Regions from separate parts of the Sminthopsis crassicaudata genome. Here region 2 is linked to region 1. Evidence: chromatin contacts called from public Hi-C data. All regions are on one chromosome and are shown on one strand. The core of a region is the stretch at or near the end of the contact, and the rest is flanking DNA. Distances in the headings are between cores, read along the strand shown.

The links. A called contact is a pair of places that touch in the nucleus more often than the background predicts.
Region 2: a Hi-C map of hippocampus shows a contact between it and region 1, with 5 times the contacts expected there. The contact joins the promoter of CFAP20 here to the promoter of MMP15 in region 1. A contact is called at or near these places in 2 of 2 Hi-C or Micro-C datasets (fibroblasts and hippocampus).

The regions. Positions count from the first base shown.
Region 1 is chr2:38,626,520-38,631,121 of ASM4859323v1, forward strand. It overlaps MMP15 (matrix metallopeptidase 15), which reads left to right and starts at 1,778. Exons shown (of 10, transcript XM_074285887.1): 1 at 1,778-2,779. The coding sequence starts at 2,624.
Region 2 is chr2:38,764,354-38,768,955 of ASM4859323v1, forward strand. CFAP20 (cilia and flagella associated protein 20) reads right to left here and starts at 2,563. Exons shown (of 6, transcript XM_074285899.1): 1 at 2,089-2,563. The coding sequence starts at 2,172. LOC141554218 (a long non-coding RNA gene) reads left to right here and starts at 2,561. Exons shown (of 3, transcript XR_012485798.1): 1 at 2,561-3,001; 2 at 4,339-4,470.

The sequences.
Region 1 (4,602 bases), core at 528-3,027:
TTCCCTGCTCCCTTTGTTATTGATTGCCCAACCCTGATTGCTAAAAGTTTGTACCACACAAGTGTTTTGTTCCATTTCCCTTGAAAAATAATATCCTAGATTTGGAGCTGACCTCAGAAGCCAGCATCTTTTTATAGATGGGGAAACTGAGGCCTAGAGAGATCAAGCAATTTGGCCAAAATCACACAGTGAATAAGTGTCAGAGTTGGGATTTGAAGCACGTTCCCCTTCAAACAAGAAGTTCTCCTGGTTTTTGGAGACAGAGATGAGTTGCTTATATGTTGTCGCCTCCTCTGCCTAGGCAGGGCGTGGAACACTACAGAAACTCTGCTCCGCAGCATTTTCCTGCTCCTTGTCAAACATTTGGGAAATATTTAATTTGAAACTGACCTCCAAAAATTTACCTACACGTTTCCAATCCCTCTATAGATTGGCCAGAATGTCGAGTCTGTCGAGAGAAGTTCTGTCCCAGAAATATAAAAGTCATCCAGAAGAGAGTTAACTGGGAGCAAGAATTTCATCATAAAGAAGGACTTTGCAAACTTTTTTGACCCAAAGCCCTGAAGTACACTGTTTATGATATTCAAGGCCCCTCGTCAGCAGTACAAATGAACAGCTAGCTTCCATGGATCCAAATATTTTTCTCGATGTGGTTAATTTGGAATAAATGTTATTGTTAAAGATTAAAACCTATTTCTGTGGAACCTGGGAGCAGGAGGGGTCTGTTTCAAGATGGTTTCTGTGCGAATTGCAAAGGAAGGGACCGGATTTGGAAAGCTTATTTTACCAAAGAGCTGATTCCAAAGAAATCAAGGACAACTGTCTCCATCATCTCTTATTCCTCTTCATTAGAAGGCCCTGGGGGAGTAAAATTAGTCTATTTTTGTTATCTTGGGAGGAGCCCTAGCTAACAAGCATGCAGCAGAGCTTCAGGGCTCTGTGGTCTTTTTCTTCTTTTGACAGGTTAGTTTTAAACATACTCTGGAGGGGAAGAAAAAACATGATTTCCCAAACTCTCCCAGACCAGCTCCGGATTTAGGGAAGTGGCCGCTGCTGGGGACTGCCACATAAAAGGGGAATGCAGCTCAGGGCAGCAACGAGGAGCTTGTGGAAACTGACACCTGATTAAAAGGTCACACTTTCATGCCAAAAGCGAGGAGCCCAGAAGGTAGAGGAAGACGGTAAAAGTCTCTGCATATTGTCAAAGCGTCCAGGAGAAAAGGGGAGCCGGGTGGGGGGTGGGGCGGGGGGGGAGAGAGCGCTTTATCTGGCCAAGTTCTGTAATTTGCTACTACTGTTAGAGGCCCCTGGCCACCCCTGTGGGCGCTACAGGGAGGGGGCGGGCAGCCAGCCCCCGATTTGGGATATTTGGATGGGCAGATTCCTGGCTAGCCCTTTTTTGTATGTCTCCCTCTCTCTTCCCCCCCTCCCCGTCTTTCCCCCTCTCCTTTTCCAATGCTCGGCGGTGACTGCGCTGCACTTGAATTCGCAGCCCCCGATTCTAATTCCATCCTTGGGGTCGCGTCACCCCCGCCTGCCTCCGTTTCCTCATTTACGTTGGGACTAGCCACCGTAGTCACTGCTCGGTTTGAAGGGCAGCAAAGGTCGAGGGTTTTATTTTTTAAATCATCCCCGACGTTTCTCTCCCCCCAGAACCACACAGAAAAGTACCGGAGGGCTGCAGGAGGATGGGGGAGGGGGCGTTTCGTGAGTTTCTAGTTGAGGCCCCGCCCCTCTCGCTGGGCTCCCTGGGGATCCGGGTCAAACTATATCTCAGCACACTCTTCCCCCAGGTCTCGGGGGAAACTTGGAGGAGTTTTAGAGCCGAAAGGGGCTGAGGTGCGCGGGCTCCCGCCCGTCCACCTGCCTTTGGGGAAGCCCCGGACGCGGGGCCGAAGCAGCTCCGAGCGCCGCCTCCCAGGCCGGGCCGGCAGCCCCCTCCCCGCAGCCTGGCCGGCCGGCCGGGTGAGCGCACGGCCCCTTTAAGAGCCGCGGAGGAGAGGGAGGGGGTGGGGGAGCGGGCCCCGAGCGCAGGAGCTGGCTCAGAGCTGCGCCGATCCGGCCCCAAGGACGCGCGGCGCTCGCTCGGGCTCGGGCTCCCCCTGCCCTCCCCCGCCCCGCCGGACGCCGTGGGGGGCCCCCTCGCCCCATCCCCCTCCCGCAGACCCCGCCGCGGGGGGCGAGGTGCCCCGGGCACGGGGAGGGGGCGTGCGCGCCGCCTCCTCCGCGGGGCCCCGGGAGCGCACGCCTCCGCCTCGCCGGCCCCGGGCATGGACAGCAGCCGCAGGCGCGCTGTGCTGAGCCCAGGGGAGCGCAGCGGCTCCGGGCATCCCCGAGGCTGAACCCGAGACAAAGGCGGCGTCCGGCGGGGAAGGAGCCGGGAGAGCCTCCCGCACCCGGCTGGCCGTCGGGCTCGGCCCCTCGCCGTGCCCTCCGCCGGGCTCTCCGCGCCGAGCCTGGGAACTCGCCCGGGGGCGGGCTCCCGGGGGAAGAGGAAGGCGAGGAGCGGAGGGGTGCTCCCGGCCCCCGCGCTCTCGCGCCAAGTTTTCGGCCCCCCCCCCCCCCCCCCGAGGAAATCTCCAGCCGGGGCATCTTCCGCAGCCCGGCAGCCGGCCCCGCGAGCATGAGCGGCGGGAGCGGGGCCGGGCGGGGCGAGCCCCGGAGGCCGGGCCGCCCCGGGACCCTCCTGGGCACCAGGGAGCTGCTGCTGCTGCTGTTCGTGTGGCTGGGCCCCCTGAGCTGCACCGGGGTGGCCGGGGACAACGAAGTCAACGCCGAGGTCAGTAAGCACGCGCCCCTTGGGGGGCTCGCCCCTCCAGCCTCCCCATCCGCTTCCTCCTTCCTTCGCTTTGATTGTCTTCTTAGCTAAACTTTGCATCCTGCTCACCCCCCACCGCTCTTCCCGTGCTTAATAAATGTTTGCCTTGGGCTGATTCCCCCGGCCGTGGCGGAGGAGAGAGGACCCCCTCCCCGTCTGGAGGTGGCAGCTCCCTGGGTGGTGGCCGGCCCCCTGCGGCTGTGCCCGCTCAGCCCGGCCCGGCCCGCCTGCAGGGTCTCCTCGAGGGAACCGGCTGAGGGACATCCACTCATCCCGCCCTGTCCATTATGGGATTAACCTTCGGAGCTGGGCAGCCGCCTCTCTGTGCCCCTGTCCTGGTAGCCGGCAGCCAGTCCGGGCTGCCTCGCCTGCCGAGAAGGCCAAGTGCTCTCCTGGCCGAGGAGAAGGCCAGGCTCAGCCCGGGGCTGAGGAGCCGGCTGTGCTGGGCACTGGGGCTGGGGCTGGGCCAAGCTGAGCGGGGGTGTCTCCCTCCGGGTCTGGTGTAGCGCCTCCACAAAGGCCCTCCCCCTCAGCCCGGGGCTGGGCACCTGTAGTGTTCAGGGAAGAACCAAAGGGATGGCCAAGCCGTAAGCAAGGGGACTAGTGGTGGGGGACAAGGGATAGGAGGCATCCCAAGGGGAGGCTAAAAGAAGCCGGGGCCGAGAATCCCAGGGCCCCTGAATGCTGGGGAGCTCCCAAGGCTTTCCTGCAGGATTGGGGGGGCTGGAGTGACATGCGGAAGCTCTCACAACCCCGCCTTAGGGCCCAGGGCTCAGGGGCAGAGCCCTGCAGATGGCATCTGCCAGTGTGAGCGCTGCCCAAAGCAGGCGCACCTCCTCCTTTCGGAGGACTCATCCCTCAGCTGGAGAACAGACTCATTCGTGGATCAAATGAAATGTAGGCAAGACTGGGCTCCAAAGGCGAGGCGCTTTTTAAAATGTGAGCCGTTGTGCAGTCAGACATTGAGCGCCTGCTGTAGCTTGTGCCTAATGAGAGTAACTCATGCTCTTCCTGCCTTCAAGGAGCTGAAAGTCTGACGGGGATGAGGGGGGTGGGTAATGGCCAGACAGGCTTGAAGGAGAAGTACTTAAGTCACTAAGAAGCCGGGAAGGGCCCCAGTAAGTAGGTCCCTCCCTGCTAACCAAGGCGCCTGAGCTGGACCTCGAAGGAAGAGAAAGGTTCAGCACGCAAAGACATGGAGGGGAGGCGTTCAGGATGCAGTGTGACCAAAAGCTTGAAAGTTTCGGGAGGGGGAGACCAAGTGACCTAGTTCGTCCAGAAATGGAGAGCTACCCATGCTCTTTCTTATCTTGCTCCCTTCCCATCATGCTACATTGTAGCCACACTGGCCTGCTGTCATTCATTCCCCACTGCTACATCTTTGCATACTTTCCCTTGTATTTGGAATTCACTCCCCCCCTTTTTTTAAACCATCCTCCCCAGCTACCTTCACTACTGCTTAGGCCAGGTGCTGGTCCCAACCCACCCTGATTTGCCCCTCGTTATTTATTCTCTCTTTTTCCTCAAGCAGCAGAATTAGCGACTTGTTTCCATGGTTCCCCTGCCCCTCAAGTGTAAACTCTTCAAAGACGGGGACTAACTTTTATTTTGTTGTATCCCCTGTTCCTAAAGTACTCCCTTCCCTGTAATAAGAACATAAATGTTTGGATTAAAGTGGAGGCCCTTGAATGTCAGGTTTTTTAACCAAGTAGGCAAAGCAGGGTATTTAATAAAGCAGAGAAGGCCCTACCTGCTCTTCAGACCGTTTTGGCAGCAGACGTGCG
Region 2 (4,602 bases), core at 1,313-3,812, 140 kb after region 1:
CAGGACACTCTCCCTAGTTACGAGCTCCCCTTCTCCCTGGATGCACCAGGACACTCTCCCTAGTTACCAGCTCCCCTTCTCCCTGGATGCACCAGGACACTCTCCCTAGTTACCAGCTCCCCTTCTCCCTGGATGCACCAGGACACTCTCCCTAGTTACGAGCTCCCCTTCTCCCTGGATGCACCAGGACACTCTCCCTAGTTACGAGCTCCCCTTCTCCCTGGATGCGCCAGGACACTCTCCCTAGTTACGAGCTCCCCTTCTCCCTGGATGCACCAGGACACTCTCCCTAGTTACCAGCTCCCCTTCTCCCTGGATGCACCAGGACACTCTCCCTAGTTACCAGCTCCCCTTCTCCCTGGATGCACCAGGACACTCTCCCTAGTTACCAGCTCCCCTTCTCCCTGGATGCACCAGGACACTCTCCCTAGTTACGAGCTCCCCTTCTCCCTGGATGCGCCAGGACACTCTCCCTAGTTACGAGCTCCCCTTCTCCCTGGATGCGCCAGGACACTCTCCCTAGTTACCAGCTCCCCTTCTCCCTGGATGCACCAGGACACTCTCCCTAGTTACCAGCTCCCCTTCTCCCTGGATGCACCAGGACACTCTCCCTAGTTACGAGCTCCCCTTCTCCCTGGATGCACCAGGACACTCTCCCTAGTTACGAGCTCCCCTTCTCCCTGGATGCACCAGGACACTCTCCCTAGTTACGAGCTCCCCTTCTCCCTGGATGCACCAGGACACTCAACTTAGTTACGAGCTCCCCTTCTCCCTGGATGCACCAGGACACTCTCCCTAGTTACGAGCTCCCCTTCTCCCTGGATGCACCAGGACACTCTCCCTAGTTACGAGCTCCCCTTCTCCCTGGATGCACCAGGACACTCTCCCTAGTTACGAGCTCCCCTTCTCCCTGGATGCACCAGGACACTCTCCCTAGTTACCAGCTCCCCTTCTCCCTGGATGCACCAGGACACTCTCCCTAGTTACCAGCTCCCCTTCTCCCCGGATGCACCAGGACACTCTCCCTAGTTACGAGCTCCCCTTCTCCCCGGATGCACCAGGACACTCTCCCTAGTTACGAGCTCCCCTTCTCCCCGGATGCACCAGGACACTCTCCCTAGTTACGAGCTCCCCTTCTCCCCGGATGCACCAGGACACTCTCCCTAGTTACGAGCTCCCCTTCTCCCCGGATGCACCAGGACACTCTCCCTAGTTACGAGCTCCCCTTCTCCCCGGATGCACCAGGACACTCTCCCTAGTTACGAGCTCCCCTTCTCCCCGGATGCACCAGGACACTCTCCCTAGTTACCAGCTCCCCTTCTCCCCGGATGCACCAGGACACTCTCCCTAGTTACGAGCTCCCCTTCTCCCTGGATGCACCAGGACACTCTCCCTAGTTACGAGCTCCCCTTCTCCCCGGATGCACCAGGACACTCTCCCTAGTTACGAGCTCCCCTTCTCCCTGGATGCACCAGGACACTCTCCCTAGTGACAGGCTCCCCTTCTCCCTGGATGCACCAGGACACTCTCCCTAGTGACAGGCTCCCCTTCTCCCTGGATGCGCCAGGACACTCTCCCTAGTTACGAGCTCCCCTTCTCCCTGGATGCACCAGGACACTCTCCCTAGTTACGAGCTCCCCTTCTCCCCGGATGCACCAGGACACTCTCCCTAGTTACGAGCTCCCCTTCTCCCTGGATGCACCAGGACACTCTCCCTAGTGACAGGCTCCCCTTCTCCCTGGATGCACTAAGACACTCTCCCTAGTGACAGGCTCCCCTTCTCCCTGGATGATAAAAGCTTCACAAGGGGCCAGAACCTCAAGGATCCCCTCTCTACGATGGCAAAACCTGGATAGTTACACAGCGGCTTTCATGATATTTCCTCCGAGAGACCAAGCACCATTACCTCAATTTACAGACGGGGAAACTGAGGCACGGAGAAACACAATACTCCGGGAGGACTTTGGTAGAATTCTGGGAAGACAAGATTGTTGTGATGGGGGAGGGGGAGGAGTTGAAGTAGCCGAGAGGAGGAGGGGATGCACTAGAGGGGGCCGGGAGTACGCAAGGGCTGCCGGGGCCTCGCACCTTCTTGTCCCAGATCTGCAAGGGTTTGCTGCCGATGCTGTAGAGAATGGAGAGGAAGCCGCTCTGGAACGTGTTCTTGAACATCGCGCCGGCCTCTTCCTCCTTCGGGAACCCCCCCTCCACGGGGCCGGGCCGGCCTAGGCCCCGCGGCGGCTCCGCGCGGGGAGCGGGGCGCCGGGGCGGGTCAGGCTGCCGGGACTCTGCGTGCGCGGTCCGAGGGCCCTCCGCTCCGCCGCCGAGCCGCGTCCCACTCCGTCGCCTGCCGCCGCCGCTGTCACAGCCGCCGCCGCCGCCTCCGAGCCGCCTCCACAGCAACCGCCGGCCGCGCCGCCCGCTCTCCGCTTCGCACGACGACGCTCAGGTGGGGCGGAGCGCTGCGCGTCGAGATCCTTCCGCCGGGCGGCACTCCACTTCCGGCGCCCAGGGCGGCCCAAGACCTTCGGGGCCTGCCCCCGCCCCAGCCGGCGCGAAAGCAGCCCGGTTGCCAGGGAACTACTTTTTCGGCATTTGACCAGCTCGGCTCGGCCCGGGAGAGGGGAGAGCAGAGTTTGTTGTTGGCGCCTGCGTGGTACCATGGGAACCGCAGAGGGCGGGGCAGATGGAAACCCAGAGCAAGGTGGACACGCCCCCTGGTGGGGGAAGGAGTCCGAGGAGGAGGGAGGAGGAGCTAAGAGAGCCCTGAGTGACTGGGGAAGCCGGGAAGGCGTTCAGGAACTGTTAGAACTGGGAGTGTCCTCACCACTGACCGTCCCCCTCGGTGGAGGGGCGGAGAGACCCCGGAGTTCGAAGTCGGGAGGACTTGAGTTCCAGTTCCACCTAAGATGCTTCTTAGCCGAGTGACCCTGGGGAGCCACTGAAGCCGTTTCTTCCTCTGCAAAATAAGCTTCGTAGCACAGCCCTGGCTCCCAAGGGGGTAAGGAGCCTCTCTCCACCACTGTCTGGAGATGGGGGTGGGGAAATTACGGTTTTCTCCTCAGTAAATGCTTGGTGTGGATCCCTATTCCATATACCTGTGTACCTGTGGGTCACAGTAATTTCTTGGGCGGAAAGGGATGTCAAGAGTGGAAAAAATATCCTCTTTCTCAGCTCACCCCCGCCATGCTACACAGCCCAAGACCAAGGCTTCTCCCTTTCATGCTGCAGCATCTCATGTCGATTTCACCTCCAGAGCATCTCTTGTTGATTTCAGTTCTGTAACATCTGACAGCAACTGACAGACTTTCATCCCCTCCTGCCTAGACATTGCAATAGCTGCTGCAGGACCTGCCTGCCTGAATTCTCCCCTCCACCCCAATCTATCTTCCCCTAAAGTAGTTTTCCTAAAATTCAGGTCTGATCATGTCACACACACACACACACCACTCACCCACTCATGAATACCCTGGCTGCTTCCTCTCTTCATTTCTACCCACTGCCTTCAAGTCTCAACTAAAATCCCATTTTTTACAGAAAACTTTCTCCAATTCCTTTTCTAATACTTTGGTCTCTTCTCCCCCTCCCCCATTATATGTTGTCAAGATATCTGTTTTCCATAAGGCCCAGCAAGCAGGCTGTGCCCTGAATTTAGCACTCCTCTGGATGAGGAGCCACAGCAAAATCCCAGAAATATTTCTGATCATGAAGCCCTGCTAGAATCAAACTTAACGCACTGTTGCTTGTACCCCTCAGTGTCAGAGTGTTCAGTCACAAGTATAAGTTTTGAGATTTCCCCACATTGCCTCCGCCCTCAGTAGGAGCAGGGATACAGCATGTGTCTTTGCCTGCAAGCCTTTTCCCTCACTACTTAGTACCGCCTCTAGCACAGAACAGGCACTTAAAAAATGTCTACCGACTGATTCCCAATGCTGCTATTATCTCCATTTTACACATGAGGAAACTAAGATTGAGAATGGTTAGATATCTTAAGATCACAGCTAGTGGCTGTGGCCAAATATAAACTCAGATCTTCCTGACTTTGTTACCCACCACATAGCACTCATTACAGTGTGGTTCTAAACTTTCTCAGTGCCAATTTCCCCATCTATAACATGGGAATAATCAATCAATAAACATTTATTAAGTCCCTCTGTGTTCCAGAGACTGTGCCAAACACCAAGGATACAAAAAGAAGCAAAAAACAGTCCTCAGTCCTCAAGGAACTTACAATCTCTTAGCATACATTTCCCAGAGTTGTAGTGAGAATAAAATGAAATATTTAAAGCACTTTACAAACCTTAAAGTCTTTAGAAATGTTACATGTTATTTTTACAGAGGAGGAAACTGAGGAGCAAACTAAGTGATGACTAGTTTAATTCAACAACAAAGATCTGTTAATCACCTTTAATGAACAAGGCATTGTCATCTGTGTTGGAGTTTCAAAGGCAAATTAATACTGGACTTCAGGTAACTTTTATTCTACTGAGTGTCCCCACATGGAGAAAGATAAGGTAATTAAAGCTAATTTGAGAAAGGAAAAAGTACTAACAGTGAGAGGAGGGGGAATCAGGGAAAGCTTGATGGAGAAAGTGATGCTTG